Regions from separate parts of the Macaca mulatta genome. Here region 1 is linked to region 2. A link is a contact called in public Hi-C data. All regions are on one chromosome and are shown on one strand. Each heading gives the region's core, a stretch centred on a gene start, on an enhancer-like site or on the middle of the called end of the contact. The rest is flanking DNA. Distances are from core to core; before and after follow the strand shown.

What was found. A called contact is a pair of places that touch in the nucleus more often than the background predicts.
Region 1: a contact with region 2 is called in a Hi-C map of cortical neurons, with 3 times the contacts expected there. The contact joins the promoter of UHMK1 here to the promoter of UAP1 in region 2. A contact is called at or near these places in 3 of 14 Hi-C or Micro-C datasets (CD4 T cells, blood and cortical neurons).

What each region holds. Positions count from the first base shown.
Region 1 is chr1:104,405,372-104,409,785 of T2T-MMU8v2.0, reverse strand. UHMK1 (U2AF homology motif kinase 1) reads left to right here and starts at 3,073. Exons shown (of 8, transcript NM_001266768.1): 1 at 3,073-3,519. The coding sequence starts at 3,252. LOC144329876 (a long non-coding RNA gene) reads right to left here and starts at 3,499. Exons shown (of 3, transcript XR_013395605.1): 1 at 2,507-3,499; 2 at 565-1,679; 3 at 1-147.
Region 2 is chr1:104,336,134-104,340,108 of T2T-MMU8v2.0, reverse strand. It overlaps UAP1 (UDP-N-acetylglucosamine pyrophosphorylase 1), which reads left to right and starts at 2,357. Exons shown (of 10, transcript NM_001266909.2): 1 at 2,357-2,479.

The DNA of each region.
Region 1 (4,414 bases), core at 1,824-4,323, 69 kb before region 2:
GCTCACGCCTATAATCCCAGCACTTTGGGAGGCTGAGGCAGGCAGATCACGAGGTCACGAGATCGAGACCATCCTGGCCAACATGTTACAAATACAAAATTAGCTGGGCGTGGTGGTGGATGCCTGTAATCCCAGCTACTTGGGAGGCTGAGGCAGGATAATCGCTTGAACCCAGGAGGCGGAGGTTGCGGTGAGTCAAGATCACGCCATTGCTCTCCAGCCTAGGCAACAAGAGTGAAACTCTGCCTCTAAAAAAAAAAAAAGAAATATATCTGGGGTTAAAATATTTGTATTTCCTTCTTTATCTGTCATGTGATTTTATGCCAGAGTTAGGTTGGGAAGTAAGTTTTATTTATACGGGGTTAAATAAAACCCATCCTGTGGCCAGGTGCCGTGGCTCATGCCTGTAATCCTAACACTTTGGGAGGCCAAGGTGGGAGGATTACCTGAGGTTAGGAGTTTGAGACCAGCCTGACCAACATGGGAAAACCCCGTCTCTACTAAAAATACAAAATTTAACCAGGCATGGTGGCCCATGCCTGTAATCCCAGCTACTCCGGAGGCTGAGGTGGGAGAATTGCTTGAACCCAGCAGGCAGAGGTTGCAGTGAGCTGAGATCGTGCCACCGCACTCCAGCCTGGGCAATACAGTGAGACTTTGTCTCAAATAAACAAACAAACAAACAAACAAACGAACCCATCTTGTTACTGGAAAGTGGTCTCAATTCAGACCCCAAGAGAGGGTTCTTGGACTTCACGCAATAAAGAATTAAGAATGAGTCCATAAAGCAAGTTTATTAGGAAGTAATGGGATAAAACAGTGGCTACTCCATAGGCAGAGCAACAGCTTAGGCTGCTCAACTTATAATTATTCACAGTTATAGTTATTTCTGGATTATATGCTAAAGAAGGGGTGGATTATTCATGAGTTTCCAGGAAAGGAGCGGGCAATTCCTGGAACTGAGGGTTCCTCCTCTTTTTAGACCACGAAGGGTAACTTCCGGACGATGCCATAGCATTTGTAAACTGTAATGGTGCTGGTAAGAGTTTCCTTTAGCATGTTAATGCATTATAATTAGCATCTAATGAGTAGTAAGGACGACTAGAGGTCACTTTCACCACTATCTTGGTTTTGGTGGGTTTTGGCCGGCTTCTTTCCTGCAATCTGTTTTATCAGCAAAGTCTTTGTTACCTGTATCTTGTGCTGACCTCCTGAGACTTAGAATGCCTAACCTCCTGGGAATGCAGCCCAGTAGATCTCAGCCTCATTTTACCATGCTCCTATTCAAGGTGGACTTGCTCTGGTTTGAACACTTCTGATAATCTGATGAGATTTTATGGTTTGTAGGCTGTGACTCCTCACATCCCTTAGATAAGAATTTGGGGCCAGGTGTGGTGGCTCACTCCTGTAATCCCAGCACTTTGGGAGGGTGAGGCAGGTGGATAATGAGGGCAGGAGTTCAAGACCAGCTTCACCAACAAAGAGAAAGTTCGTCTCTACTAAAAATGCAAAAGTAGCCGGCGTGGTGGCGCATTCCTGTAATCCCAGCTACTTCGGAGGCTGAGGCAGGAGAATCGCTGGAATCCGGGAGGGGGAGGTTGCGGTGAGCTGAGGTGCCGAGATCAAGCCATTGTACTCCAGCCTGGGCAACAAGAGTGAAACTCCGTCTAAAAAAAAAACTTGAGCAAGAGAGAAGACAGGTCAGAGTTTAGTCCTCAACCTCTCCTCAAACTTTCCACTTAGCACTATATGAACCATATCGAACCTGGCTGGGAACTTACACAAAACCTGAGGAAAAGAAGATAGGGCCTATTGCCTGATACTAAGTTTTTGCCACACAATCAGAATAGAGTTTGAAAGAGAAAAGGTTGAATGACTGAAAAGTAAAGGCGGCTACATTTCTTACACATCCTAGTTTGTGGATTGAGATGCCTATTTGCTACATTTGTTACTCAATAAACGTTTGCTGAATGAATAAAATAATTGAATAAATAAATGAAAAATAAAAATTTGAAACAGATCCATGTTTGCCCAGGGTGAATGTTCTTTGATGAGGGAGCCATAGGCAAGGTGGACTATATTGATAAAAAGAGTTAAACTCTGAAAAATGTTTGAAGAGATTTATTCTGAGCCAAATATGAGTGACCATGGCCTGTGACACAGCCCTCAGGAGATCCTGAGATCATGTACCCAAGGTGGTTGGGGTGCAGCTTGGTTTTATACACTTTGGGAGACATGAGATTTCAATCAAATACATTTAAGAAATACACTGATTTGGCCCAGAAAGGTGGGACAACTCGAAGCGGGGATTGGTGGGGGGAGAAATGGGTGCTTCCAGGTTATAGGCAGATTTAAAATTTTTCTACTTGGCAATTGGTTGAAAGAGTTATTAATAGAAAGGAATGTCTGGGTTGTCTTAAGAACTTGTGGAGACCAAAGTTTTATCATGCAGATGAAGCCTCCAGGTAGCAGGCTTCCGAGAAAATAGATTGTAAATGTTTCTTACCAGACTGAAGATCTGTGTTGACATTAACCAGAGAGGTATAATGAGGCTACTCGGACAAGGCCCTACTTCCCTTCATGGCCTGAACCAGTCTTTCAGAATTTGAGTGCCCTGACCTAGGAGAAAGTCCATTCCGATGGTTGGCGGGGGAGCTTAGAATTTTATTTTTGGTTTACATCTAAAAGAAGCACAAAGGTCTAGGCATCCAGAATCGTGGTTACTGGTGATCATGGACCTGCAGGTGATGGTAAATTCTCTCTTTTTGTTCCTGGTGTGTTTTCCTTGGGATCCTTTCTATGAGAAATGTAGGTAGGGTTTTATTTTTCTGGGTTCCTAGTGGTGAGGTGAGGTGCCTCAACAAGAAAAAGGACCAGTTTTAGCTTCAGGTCTATGTGAAAGCGGTTAACACTGGGCTTGGAATGGTAGATACCCAATGATTAAGGTTACTTGTTATTCTCGGTTCTTCTTTCCAAACCTAACTCATCTAATCACTTCTAGGCCCCGCCCCCTCTGTGCCCCCCTCCTTCGGCCTGTACGATGGGCTCTTCCTCCATTTCCGGCTTCTGGGACTCGGGTGCACCACGGCTTCCGGTGTCATGGCTGTTTGAAGTCTCGGGAGTCGGTGAGGCGGCTGCAGGTCTCTCCCTGCGGAGCCGCTGGTCCGGCTGGCGGGGATGTGACCGCGGGCCCGGCCGGCCTGCCTCAGGCGTCGCGTCAGCTCCCGAGTCCGTGCCCTTAGCCCACACCGATGGCGGGATCCGGCTGCGCCTGGGGCGCGGAGCCGCCGCGTTTTCTGGAGGCCTTCGGACGGCTGTGGCAGGTACAGAGCCGTCTGGGTAGCGGCTCCTCCGCCTCGGTGTATCGGGTTCGCTGCTGCGGCAACCCTGGCTCGCCCCCCGGCGCCCTCAAGCAGTTCTTGCCGCCAGGAACCACCGGGGCTGCGGCCTCGGCCGCCGAGTATGGTTTCCGCAAAGAGAGGGCGGCGCTGGAACAGTTGCAGGGTCACAGGAACATCGGTAATTGCCCCTGGCTCCTTTCTTTTCTTGCCCGGGTCACAGTCCGAGCACACTCCTCCTCTCGCTATCTGGCGTTCTGTCTTCCTCCCCTTCTGCGGGAGAAGCGGGTCTAGCCTTCTTTATCACCCGATCCAGGCCCCTTTCCCCTTTCACTGTAATACTGTCTGCGGTATAGTGGAATTGGTGGTCTGCTTTGCCAGGTGTCACACAGATGCTCAGTAAATTCTGTCCTGCTTCGAGTCCCATCGGAGAGTGCCGCATTCATTAGCATACAGAAATATCTTTTCTAGTGAGAGGAGGCACGTCTTTGCTAGATTGTCGTGTCTTGTGTGGAAATTTTTGGATCTTTGCATACCAGTAGAAAATGGGAACTATGTCTGGGCCTTGTGACATCAATGCTGGTAACTCATATAGCTCACCTGTTATATATTTAGTACGGATTTGGAAGAAATGATTCACTATTCCATGGGAGCCCTTATAGAAGTGTGAAATTTAGGAACACTGTGCCTTTGCTCTCGTGAGACTGTTTCATGAATCAGATACTCAGAATGTAAGCTATGTAATGATCACTGATGATTGATCTGTGGAAAGGTTTCATTTCTATTACACGACAGAAAGCTTATCATTAGTTATGGCTTTGGTTATTAAAGAAAAGTGAGTTTTTTTATAATACCATTTTGGAGAAGAATTAACACTAGTGCTACATTTTTTTAGTTTACTAAATGGTCTGTTACTATAAGTTTGGTACTGAAAAGGGAAAATTTTTGCAAGCCTAAGAACTTGCTGAATCTCTGCAAGATTAGTTGAAATTTCGTCCGGAAAGTCTCAATCTCTTCGTTAGTATTTAGATTATAGATAGCTGTTTGTTTTTCTGTTTTAATTTTTTTTGAGACAA
Region 2 (3,975 bases), core at 1,108-3,607:
CTTCCATCCTGATAGTAAGTTGCCTGAGGCCTCTGCAGCCATGCAGAACTGTGAGTCAATTAAACCTCTTTTCTTTATAAATTACCCAGTCTTGGGTATCTCTTGATAGCAGTGTGAAAACGGACTAATACACTAATCAAAATTTTATGGTTAGTCTTATCGTTGACTCTTTAGGGTTTTGCAGGTATTCTCTCTTGTCATTTGCAAGTCGAAGTAGTTTTACTACTTTTTAGAATTCTCAAAATGTATTTTTTAAATTTTATATATATTTTTCGAATTCATAAGCCTCTTATGATTTCTGTTGTCTAACTTCATTAGCTGATACCTTTGGTGTAATGTCAAAAAATCAATAGGTAGAGTGAGCATCGCTGCCTTGTTTTCTTCAATCGGCTCTTAAAAGACCATGTATACAAACAGTATTTTGAAGGACAGATATAACTCTAGTGTGAGAAATTTCTGGACATTTAGCTGGCAAGATGAGATTATGGCCCCTCTTATGCCTACTAACCGGAATAACAAACAAACAAATGAAACTTCAGCAAAAAAGGGCAAAAGTACAAATTTGATTTTATAGTAGTTCATTAAAAACATTTGAGCCAGACCTCAGTTCTACCTTTTTTCTTTAAAGGATTTCTAACTAATAATTTTGCTCTTTACTCAGTCATTCATCTAAGACTTATAGAATGCCTGTAATATTCCAGCCATTATCTTAGGTTCTTTCTCACTTTTTACTACACCCATGTGAAATAGGTATTAGCTTCATTTCATAAAAGGACATTGGAGTTTGGAGTGGTTAAATGACTTACCCAAAGTCACACAGTTAGTAAGTATAGACTGATTTTGAATCTGGGTCTCCTAGTTTGAATTTTTATAAGTACTCAATAATAAATAATAACTAAAAGTTATTTAGTGTTTACTGTTTTACATACTTCATTTATATCGATTGGTTTAATACAACCACCAAATGGCATTTTCATCTTTATTGTCTGTTTTTTATAGATGAGAAAACTGATCGCACAAGTAGCTTGCCAAAGATCACAAGCAATAAAGAAGCTGAAATTGTCTTCGGATCCCGTGGTTAAGAAACCAATCACTACACTGTAAACCAATCACTACAGTATTCTTCTTTCAAAGAAACAAATGAAGTTCCAGGATCATGAGAGATGGAGAGTATTCAATCTCCTGAATGTAAATCTACAACCATTACTTACCAAGTTTAAGTTTTTCTGTTGTTACTTGAGGCAGTGGGTGATTATGCAACTGGTAAAGGGAACGAAAAGGCCTTTGCACTCAAGAAAGTAGAAGAAAGGCGCCTGAATCTCTTTATGATAGGTGGTATGTTAAATTTAGGTGTTTTCGTATTTCAACATATCCCACTTCTTGCAAAAACTGCAAAATGCAACACAACTTTAAATGTAAACATAGCTTCCAAGGGCACAGTGCTGAACATATAATAACCTGTGTGTACACTAGGTTATGTAACAGGACTGTAAACACTGGTCCTGGAATGGCCTGGGAGGTCATCTAGGCCCTCCGCCATCTTTCTGCAGAGTACTGAAGCCTAGCTACGTTGTCTGCAGACTCACAAAGATGACCCCCGGCTTATACTGCCTTAGGTTACCTAATACCTTTGTTTGCATTTCCTCTCTCCTTTCCTGTCTGCTTGTGCTAAAGAAAAAAGGCCTGGCTTCACCTTCTTGGGAGCCAAAACACAACCAGAGAGCGAGTTTGGAGCCCGGTCAGGCATCTTGCGAACTGCACACAAAATAGCCCAAGGTCAGAGAGCGCGCCAGGCCCGCCCTGAAAGTTTCTCCGCAGGAAAATCCGCCGCTCTTTCCCAACCATCCGCGTGGGTGGCTCGGAAATCCGCCACCCTGGGGACACAGCTCCCTGCCCATCTCTGTGGCCCGTTGTGCCTCGTGCCGCTGGGCCAAAAGCCTCGGGCTCGCACCTCTCAGTACAACCTAGAGACATCAGGAGTCCTGGGACCCAGTAGGCGCTCTCTGCCGGCCCGGGCGTGGCCCCTCCTAGCGGACCCAACTAATATCCTCCAGCCTCAGCCAGTGCGCTGGAGGGACGGGGCCGCCAGCCGACTGCGCTCCAGGACTATCCCCATTGGGCCAGAGAATGAGTGACGCACTAGGCCCCGCCCCGCCCTGGCGGGTTACTCCTTTCACGCCCGGCCCCCGTCCCTAGCCCCGCCTCGGCGCCCCCGGCTGCGTCCGCGTCGTCATCTGCGCTCCGGACGCTGACGTGTCTGGGCGGTCGGCTTCCACTCCTCCCGGCGCCGGCAGCCACTAGTCGTGGCGAGAGGGGCGGGGTGGCCGGGGCTGGCGTTCCCCTTGGCCCCCGCTCCCGGCCCGCCCCGCCGCCGCGGCCCCCCGGATGAGGGTATATATTCGGAGCGGGCGCGGGACGCCGATGAGTGGCTGCGCGGAAGGAGCTGGAGACAGGCGTAGCTGTGGTCGCGCCGAGGAAGGTGAGGAGCTCCCAGCCCAGCGAGGGGACGGCGGGGCCCTGGACCCGGGCGGGCGGAGGACCTGGCCCCGCCGCACACACAGCCATGCGCTCAGACGTGGACACGCGTCGCACGAACGTGCACAGCGCGGGCAACCGAGCACACACACCCCCCAGCCCGTGCGCCCCTCAGTCGCACCCCGTCGTCCGCCACCCGGCGAGAGGGTGTGTGGGCTGGGCAGCCGGGTGGATGGCGGGGCCAGGGATGGAATGATCTCGCCCCAGATGGACTGGGGGCGTTGTGAGAGGAGGTCTGGGCCAGTGTCTGGAGTCCGAGGGGGTTGTGTAGGCGTGTGGGGTTGCGAGTGGGGCCTTTCCCGGGTGGGCAGTAGAGACCTCGAGGCTCTCAGGCTAGGGCCTTGTGGACAGTTATACCAAGTGGGGGGGCCTCCAGTGGGACAGGAGATCGTTGGAACTGTCAGGTGGAAGCGAGTTCGTGTATCTTGAATATATGAGGAAAATAATTGAGAGCTCTGACAAAGACGGGATACATTTGGAGGACAGGACAGTGGGACAAAACCTGTTTGCTTGCCACTTTTTTCTTTCTTTTTTTTTGGTTTGGTTTGCCATGATACTGGTAGTGAGAGAGAATTGAAATTTCTGGGTTTCCCCGTGCTTGGCCAAGCAGAAGGATGGTATTGGAGGGCTAAGTACACATATGCTGAACATATGGCTGCTTGAACTTTGGCCTGACGCTGTGCTACACTTACTTCTACGTGGTTTATGAAATCTGGAATCAGGTAATAGGATTATAATCATATGTGTGTGTCATTTGGTATTGCAAAAGTTTAAGGACTTTTAGGTGAAATTCACTGGGTGTGGACCCAAGAGTTCGTCGGAAACTAAAGGTCTGTTCCTTCACTGTTAGTCAGTTGGCTCACTTAGCTGGAGCTAAGAAAGACTTCTTAGGCTGTGCTGCCAAGCATTTATAGGATTCAGTTGGTGGTTATGTCTCAACGCTGATACTGTGTTTTAAAAGCTGTAAAAGGTTTACTTAATCATTTCGAGGGCATACATATACCAGCAGAGATAGGGGCCGAGTGGGGGAGGCCAGAAAAGGAGGGAGAAATACTGGATTTCTTTAATACTGGTATTTAAATTCTAATAAAAATATATTTGATAATGGTAGATTATTACCAAATTTGTCATATATTTTGATGCAGATGGATTAGGCTGTGGGCATGTACCAAGTTTTGTTATAATTTCTAGAGCAGCTTTTCAACTTTTTCAGTTTTCGGTTGTCAAAATAAAAATTCTTGTCTTTTAACTCTTCTGTTCATTGCTGCTTACCATTACACACACATGCCTCTAAACATCGTTAATGGGAAATATGGTACTATTTTTGTGGCATGAAGATGCTTATGTCTGCCTCAGATAAATATAATAGGTGAATTGTGCTTGTCCAAAACTCAAGTATGGTTGTTACATTATAAAAATTATACAACATGTAAATGAGTA